2 separate regions of the Macaca mulatta genome follow, and region 1 is linked to region 2. The links are chromatin contacts, called in public Hi-C maps. All regions are on one chromosome and are shown on one strand. The core of a region is the stretch at or near the end of the contact, and the rest is flanking DNA. Distances in the headings are between cores, read along the strand shown.

The links. A called contact is a pair of places that touch in the nucleus more often than the background predicts.
Region 1: a Hi-C map of blood shows a contact between it and region 2, with 3 times the contacts expected there. The contact joins the promoter of SLMAP here to the promoter of DENND6A in region 2. A contact is called at or near these places in 6 of 14 Hi-C or Micro-C datasets (CD4 T cells, blood, cortical neurons and 3 more).

Annotation. Positions count from the first base shown.
Region 1 is chr2:121,295,800-121,300,354 of T2T-MMU8v2.0, reverse strand. It overlaps SLMAP (sarcolemma associated protein), which reads right to left and starts at 2,846. Exons shown (of 21, transcript NM_001261125.1): 1 at 2,442-2,846. The coding sequence starts at 2,639.
Region 2 is chr2:121,232,029-121,236,369 of T2T-MMU8v2.0, reverse strand. It overlaps DENND6A (DENN domain containing 6A), which reads left to right and starts at 1,901. Exons shown (of 21, transcript XR_013414081.1): 1 at 1,901-2,196.

The DNA of each region.
Region 1 (4,555 bases), core at 1,597-4,096, 63 kb before region 2:
GCTAATAAAGCAGAAGAGGGAAAAAAGTGAAAATGGTAGAAATAAGCCATATCTACCCTTCAAAGATAAGTTTTTCTGAAGAACAAATTTCATGGCCAGGCACGTTGGCCGCACTTTGGGAGGCCGAGGAGGGTGGATCACTTGAGGTCAGGCATTCAAGACCACCCTGGCCAACGTGGTGAAACCCAGTATCTACTAAGAATACAAAAATTAGCCGGGCATGATGGTACGTGCCTGTAATTCCAGCTACCCAGGAGGCTAAGACACGAGAATTGCTTGAACCCAGGAGGCAGAGGTTGCAGTGAACTGAGGTTGCGCCACTGCACTCTAGCCTGAGTAACAGAGTAGGACTTCATCTCAAAAAAAAAAAAAGAACAAATATTAACATGTCATCTCAATTCATGAAACAGTCACTATTGATCTATTCTTAGTTATCTCAAAATAACCTATTGTGAGAGTTTTATTACGGCCATGGAAAGCACTGTGCATGAAATCAGTATTTTTCAAATAAGTAAAACAAAAAATGAGAGTTCCCTTTGAGTGTTTAATCAAAGTGCGTTTGCAGAGTATGTACCGTGAGCAAACCTGTTGTCTAATTAGTTTAGACCTGTTGCCCAAGAACATAAAATGGCAAAAATGTAAAAGCTGGTTGAGTTAAGGCACTACTTAGTAGTAAACTGATATTTAAATTGAACTGCTGGAAAAATGAGCTCTATGAATATTCATTTTAAAGAATTATGAGGGCCAGGTGCGGTGGCTCACGCCTGTAATCCCAGCACTTTGGGAGGCTGAGGCAGGCGAATCAACTGAGGTCAGGAGTTCGAGACCGCCTGGCCAACACGGTGAAACCCTGTCTCTATTAAAAATACAAAAGTAGCCGGGCGTGGTGGCATGTACCTGTAATCCCAGTTACTTGGGAGGCTGAGGCAGGAGAATCACTTGAACCTGGGAGGCAGAGGTTGCAGTGAGCTGAGATAGCACCACTGCACTCCAGCCTGGGTGACAAGAGCAAAAATCTGTCTCAAAAAAAATTAGGCACCCTACGTTCAGCTTGGGGGTAGGGAGGAAGGGTCTGCTCCACAGGTAAATGACGATCTGGTGTTATACAGAAAAGTTAACATATTCTTCAGTTCTCATCCTACACTCCTACACGTAGAATAAAGTATAGATATTATGCAGCACACAGCACTTGGACAATCTTTTCCTCCTTTCTTCAAAAAATAATTTACAAAATAATTCCTTAAATCAGTAGCTGCCGAAGTATCATTTTTTTCTCTTCCTTTTAAGGCTCAGGTTTCTTTCATTTCAAAACATATTCTTGAAGACTTAAGTTCTTCCTTTAAGAAAGATTTAATTATTTAACTCAGAAAGAAGGGGCAAAAAGTCAGGAGGTGAAACCTGAGACAGTCCTATTAGTCTTACATAACTTAAAGTTGGAACTGATTCAGTAGCTCAGCTAAAAACCTGAGGTTTAGGCACAAAGATGAGCTCTTTAGTATACTATCCATAAACATAAATAAACAGTTTTTAAAAATGGAAAGGATCTTAATTTCTTTCATTTCTTAAAAGCACATACGTGTATAGTAACTTACGATACTAACATAAAAATACTAAATTGATTACGCTTAAAATGAAAAGCACTGAATTCATCCCATCACATTTAAGTAATGCTATAATTGACAGAATAGGGTATAATTTCAGAAAATAAGTTTATTTCCTAACACTAACTTTTGAATAGCACCTCTGTAAGAATGCACTAAGTACTTAATAAGTGCTGCAGGGAACATCAAAAAGTGATTTTCAAACGCAGTATGTGTATGTTCTCCAACTTGTAAAAAACACTCTGAAAATATATAAAGTTACAATTGTTCATGCTTAATTAAATTAGCTTTGATTATTGCAAATTATTCCTTCAAGAGCAAGTATGTATCAAACCTTTCAAAAATCTTAGGTTTATACCAGCAATTGTCCTTACTAGAAAGGTCCTGATCTGAACTCACCTAAAGCTATGTGTTAACTACATTTCACTACTAAGACACTTGAGCCCTGGGATAATAATGGCCACAGATTCCCCGAATTGCTCTGACAACTCCTGCTTGCTTAATAAAGCGCTGAACTGTGAATTCACCTTTCCAAGCAGACTGAAAGCAAGACGCCAAGTTTCACTATCTAGTTTGGTATTTCACTGGGAATGACCCCGTTATCAAGATGCCATAGACTTCCTGAGGCTTTTAATTACAATACCTTCTCTGTTTTCCATTCAACCACCTCAATCAAATTTCCACTAGAACCAGGCACCCAAACAGTTGTTTCGTGGCTTTGCGCAAAGCCTCTTCTGGATGCAAACCCTGGGATCCTGCATACATTAGGCCTCTCAGAAAGGGCAAAGCGGGGGAAACAAGTTTGTTAAACAATGCCGCTGGACAACGTGGTGACATTACCTTGCCCGTCTTGTGATCAAACCAGACGAGAGCGTGGTTCCTTGACAGCACTTTGCAATCAAAAGTGGCATTATTCTGCGCTGGTCGACAGCGGGCCACTGAGCGGCCGATTTTGATGGGCTCGTCCAGGTAGACATGACGCTCCTGAAACGGGTGCGAGTTCGGGCGGCAAGTGAAGATGGCCAAGGCTGACGGCATCGAGGATAGACTGGGGGTGTCTCTCCTACCAGGAACAAAGAGGAGTTCCTCTGGATCCGGACTGCCCTTCACAAGCCTATCCCCCTATCCCACCCAAAATTTTAAATTAACACAAACTGCACATTGTCTAAGCATAACCAGTGAACATCAACTCTTCACTTGGGTGGGAAGACAAGCCAGCGCAAGCCCCATCACCTCCTCTAAAACCCAGCAGCGCCCTGATCACAAAAAGTCCCCAACTGGCAGCTTTCAGTCCATCTTCTTCTCTGGGAAGAAAAGGCTCAAACATCGGGCAGCTTCCGCCAAGAAAACTCCTGGAACACAGTTTGGGGACTGGAGGTATCCAAGCAGATGAGTCACACGCCAATTCTTGTGTTTGGTTTGAGATCGCGGCCGCTTTTCCCCCTCGGTGGCGGAAACGTTGCAGCACTGCAGCATGAAGGAAGGGTCGGTTCGGCGCGGCCAGGAAAGTCCTTTTGGGCCGAAGGAAGGTGTGGCCGGGCACCTCTGGGCAGTCACCGCCCGTCCTTGCCCGCAGTGTAGAGGCTCTAGACGGCCGGCGGGACAGTCTGCATCGCCCCTGCTGCGCGGAGGCCGCCCCGGGAAGGGGGACGCGGTCCCCGGCCTGGCACGATCCGAGGCGGCGGTGGCTGAGGTCCTCCGCGCGAGGCGTGGAGGCCGGCAGGGCGCGGGCAGTAGCCGAGTCGGGACTCCCGGGCACCTGGTGAGCGTCCCCGCGACCAGGGCGGGGACCCGGCTCCGCAGGCCGGTGCTGACCGAGCGAGGCGCGACACCGGGAGGCGCGGGTTCCCAGGCGGCAGGAAGTTGGTCCCCGGACGCCTGGGCTCCTGTCCGCCGCTCAGCACATGGGCCGCCTCCCCTCAGGGTCGCCCCCGCGAGGGTCGCATCTCAGGGACGGCAGCCGCAGCTCCCGGCGGACGAGAAGGTGGGGGAGGGAGACTGGCCCGGAGGTTGGGGAGAGGCCTGGAGGCCCCGGGCTGGGTCCGCCGCAGCCTCCACCGATCGCGGCCGATGGGGCAAGCTCAAGCTGCGCCCGACGAGGCAGGAAACTTTCCGACCTGGTGGGGAAAATATCAAAACAAACGGCCGTCAGGCGCCTCAGCCCGCCAGCCTCAGCCCTCGGCTCCTCCAGCCAGACCCCCGCCAGCCCCCACCGCTAGGCACTACCTCCGCCGACCTCTCCGCAAGGAGGCTGCGAAGATTTGGAGCCAGGACGCCACGACGGGTGCTACCTCCTTAGCCGCCACCGCCGCCTCAGCTTACCTTGCCAGCGCCGGCCGCCATAGTGACTCTGACTGAAACCTACCCGGTGCACCGCCACGGGAACGCGCACCCTTCAAGGGCCCTCCTACCCCCTCTCCCGCGCCGTAGTCCAGGAATGTCACGTGAACGAAGCCACGGAAGCCGTGTTGGTAGAGGGCAGAAAAAAGGGCAAGCTAATTTTTAACAGGCCTCCAGGCGCCATCTTAGTTAAGGGCTGGAAGCTTCAAACCTCGGGACAACCTTAACGACCATTTTGGTTAAGGGAAAGAACAATTTGCGCGGTAGAAGGTTTTCTAAACAAACAGTACCACTTTCTTATTTTATCTACTTAGCAAGGAGGTGCCAACTTTTACTAAATTTTATTCTCTTTAATTCTCAATGAAAATACTAGCGAGCAAAAGAATAGACCCAGCCAAAGGGGATGGTCATCAGCAGCCATCTTAGCTGTGGGCAACACAGTCACCCGCAGCTGTCTTAAGTGTGAGCAGTCAAATTCCCTCAAGTCTTAGGATTTGTGCACCTAACAGAAGGACCATCCTCCCCTCTGCTAAACTCGTTGTGTTTTCTTCCCGGAAAAACAAAAAAATCTTAGTTCCCGCATTCCGTTTCGAATGACAGTCCTCACTGAACCT
Region 2 (4,341 bases), core at 652-3,151:
AAAATGGGTACATTAGGATAGCTTAACTTTTTCCAACAGTCAGTGAGGTGAGTTAGTAATCATCATTCCCATTGAGCAGAAACTGGGTTTTGGAGCAGCCTGCCCTACCATGATCGTGGGTGGAGCTGGCACTAGAATCCAGAACTTTTGACTTCCAGGCCAGTGTTCTTTCTAATACAAAAGGCTACTGTTCTTTCCTAATACTGGGTTTAGAGCCTTACTTGATCGCAGAATACAGTTTTTCCTCTTTTAACCACAGCGTTCTCTGGAGTAGGATGGCAGGCTACCTTGGTCAAAGACGTGACCTCTAACTTAAGTGCTGTCCCTAAGTTCATTTTTGTCTAAAGGAAGTCTCCAGCAAACATCACTACTGATGTGTGTGCATACCTGGACCACCTCCTTGAAAACAGGGACACTAACACTTGCTCCAAAAAATGAATTCTAAGAATGTTAAGAGGGCAGTATTTGTCAAGTGGAATGGATTTGACTGGGCAGTGCAGCAAAATGCTTAAGTTCTGCAGTGTTTTTTGTTTTGCGTTGTTTTTTAGAGACGCAGTCACGCTATGTTGCCCAGGCCGGAGTGCAATGCCTGTTTGCAGGCATGATCATAGCGCACTGCAGCCTAGAACTCCTGCTCAAGATATCTTCCTTGGCCTTAGCTGGCCTCAGCTTCCCAAGAAGCTGGGATTATAGGTGTGACACCTCGCTGGTTTACTCATTTTTCTGTTGAGGTATTATTGTGTGCTTCCTACTTTTACTATGCTATTTATACTTAACATAGTAGGTGCTGAATAAATACTAGTTAGTATCTTGGCTGGTCCCATAATCAGTAAAAACTGATCTCCGAATATGAAGCTGCTTGAGACCAGGCCCTTGCCCCAGTGCTCAGAGATCCACAGGTTGCTGTGGAGGCCAATCTGCCCAACCTGGAGTTCCAGAAAGGTCTGGGGATGTGTGTTGAGTGAGTCACAGCCAAACCAAGAAAGGTGGAGGTGGCGGGGTAGGGAGGCGTTGCTGCAGAAGAAACAGGTCAGTGAATGCACAGATATCTGAGTCAGCAAACTGAGTGAATCGCAAGGAGGTATCGGAGTTGTCATACTTGTTGGGCTAGTCATGTAACCTCCAGACTCTCCATTTCCTTATCTGTAAAAATAAGCAAATACTGTCTACTTATTTGCGATTATGTGAAGATTCAATAAGGTAATATTTGTAAATATTCGCATTTGTACTTGGCATATCAACTGGCACAAAGTAAGCATTCAATGTTAGCCACCGTTACCATTACGCTTTCATATTTTTTATTTTTGAGATGGAATCTCGCTTTGTCGCCCTGGCTGGAATACAGTGGCGCAATCTTGGCTCACCGCAACCTCTGCCTCCCGGGTTCAAGCGATTCTCCTGCCTCAGCCTCCTGAGTAGCTGGGATTTCAGGAGCGCGCTACCAAGCCTGGCTAATTTTTTTGCATTTTTAGTAGAGACGGGGTTTCACCATGTTGGTCAGGCTGGTCTTGAACTCCTGATCTGATGATCCGCCTGCATCGGCCTCCCAAAGTGGGCGCGTGAGCCACCGCGCCCAGCCTACGCTTTCATAATTTAATACCTTATAATAATTATGAACAGTGTCATTCCACGAATAATTTATTCCCTGGTCGTTGACTGCGAACGAGGTTGACAAAGATTCATAAACAACTGCTTCAGTCCCAAAGACGTTTCAGACAAGGTCAGGGCCGGCTTCACAATCCGAGACAAGCGGCGGCGTGACGTCCCCACGTCCGGTCCGGCCCGGGAGGATCTGCGCAGAGCCGCGCTCCCAGGGTCACGTGAGTCGCAGCCCCGCCCGGACTGAGTCTGTCCCCAGCGGCTGCGGCAGCGGCGTCTGCGCCTGCGCCTGCGCGGAGGCAAGCGCGCTCTGCGGCGCGGTCCGCGGTGGAGGCGGTGCGAACGGCCAGGGGGCCGCGGATGGCTTTGAGGGGCCCTGCGGGCTTGGGGCCCGGCTCTCGAAGGCCGTTGGACGAGGCAGTGGCAGGGGCCGTAGAGCGCGAGGCGCCGGCCCTTCTGGCGGCGGGAGGCGCGCCAGAGGACGATGAAGAGGACGATGGCCGTGGCCGGGGCCTGCTGCGCTGGGACGGCTTCTCCGCCTGGCTGCACTGCGTGTGTGTGGTGGGCTTCGACCTGGAGCTGGGCCAGGCCGTGGAGGTGAGGCCCGGCCCCGCCCTGTCTCCGCGCTCCGCCCCTGCGCCTGGGCGGCTGCCGCAAAGCCAAGCGCCCGCGGGCTGGCCGGCCTGGACCCCATCCGCCGCGCATCCGGGCGTGGCCAGTTTCCCCTCAGGCGCTCTTTCGGGCTGCAGTCCTACGGCACTTCCCGTGGGAGGATCTTGGGCTGCGGCTAGGGGTGAAAAGTTCTCTCTTAGGCCCTTCTTAAATACTTGTTGATGTTCATCCTGTTATTTCTTTATTTCTTTTAAACCCAGAGCCACAGAACTAACTAAAAGGGTTAGTAGCACCCACCCGAGGAAGCCTGCAGGCAGGATGTTTGGTACTTTTTCAAGAACAATGCTCCATAACTAATGATGAACTCTTAATAGCGGAACTTGCACAACCAATTTTTAAGGCTCAGGTTGTTTTGGTCATTTGTAGTAATTCATAGAGCTTTTCCCTCAGCCTGAGCCGAAATACTTATCTCAGCATACATTTTCTCCCGTTCCTCCTTTTGTGCCTCATTTCTGGTTGGTTGGTTGGTTTTTTGAGACGGGGTTTTGCTGTTGTTGCCCAGGCTGGAGTGCAATGGCGCGATCTCGGCTCACCACGACCTCTGAATCCCGGGTTCAGGCGATTCTCCCGCCTCAGCCTCCCGAGTAGCTGGGATTAGAGGCATGCGCCACCACACCCAGCTAATTTTGTATTTTTGGTAGAGACAGGGTTTCTCCATTTTGGTCAGGCTGGTCTCGAACTCCTGACTCAGTTGGTCTGACCCCCTCGACCTCCCAAAGTGCTGGGGTTACAGGCGTGAGCCATCGTGCCGGGCTTCATTTCTGTTATTTTTAAAATATTGCCTCTGGAACAGTTGGTGTGAAACTAATGTCAAGATGAATATAGGGAAAATCATTTGCTTGTGAATCAGTCAACTTTTCCATTCTTATTTATGGCCCCTTATCGAAAGACTTTAGAAACATCTATTCTTGACTTCGTTTAAGGTCTTTTTAGCATAAGGAATTGCTTGTTTTCATGTGTCCAAGAAAATCGTTATCAGAAGGGCGTTTGTTTAGATGTTTTTGTTTTTGGTATTGGTGACAGATTTCTATCTCATTCTGACTAGTGGCCTGGTTGACTAAGAAAACTGGCTAGGGGTGGTTTTTCTTAATGCCAAGCCACTGCTTTCGTATTCGGCCTGCCTTCTGGGTGTTTTAGTATAACACAGTTCAACATTAAGTTTCCACTAAGAACCAAGCATTATGTTAGTTGCGGAGCATACAAATAGGGTGTGCTCTAACCTATATTTGTAGATTGAGGCAACAATTTAGAGAACCAAGAATTAATCATAGTAGCTGATAAGGCCAAATGCAGTCCCTGGCACCTAGTGGCATTCTGTAAATACTTTTGATAGAATGGGTGAATATGTGAGCAATTCTTCTATCCTATTAAAGTAAGAAAAACAGTTCCCAAAGATTTTGAATAAAAGATTTATAAGCCATTTATTATTCACCTTGTCATGTTAACCTGAAGTTATATGTACAGCAAGAAATTTAACCAGAAAGCTTAAGAATGGGTTGTTGTAGTTGTGTTTTTAAATAGCTAAAGGAGATCCTTTTGGATTCTTATTATTTGGGACATTCTTTATGAATATTTTTGACCAGATAGACAGAAAACAGTGCTGCAAAAATGTGAATTATTAAAGGACTTATTTTGAATTTCATTTTCCATAATGTATGCCACTGTATAGAGTTTTTTTAGGTCAGGAGTTCTTAACCTTTTGCTTCCTGGATCTTTTAAAAATACAAACATTGTGAACTTTCCACTAGGAAAAGGCTGAGTAAACGAAATCATGTATGTGGTTCCATGGACTGTCTGGGTTTATCCATGGACCTTCTGTTCCATTGTCCCCACATTAAGCATCACTGGTTTTAGAAGGTGTAGGATGAGGGTGGGGAAGATTCTCTAATAAAGGAAGGTCGAGGCTGCAGTGAGCCATATTCGTGCCACTGCACTCAAGCCTGGGTGACAGATCGAGACACTGTCCCCCAAAAAACCCCTAACAAAACCCAGACTGTAAAGCTGGGCTGCCTAGGTTAGAATCCAGGTGACTTTGGGCAAGTTACTTAGCTTGTTTGAGTCTCACATTCT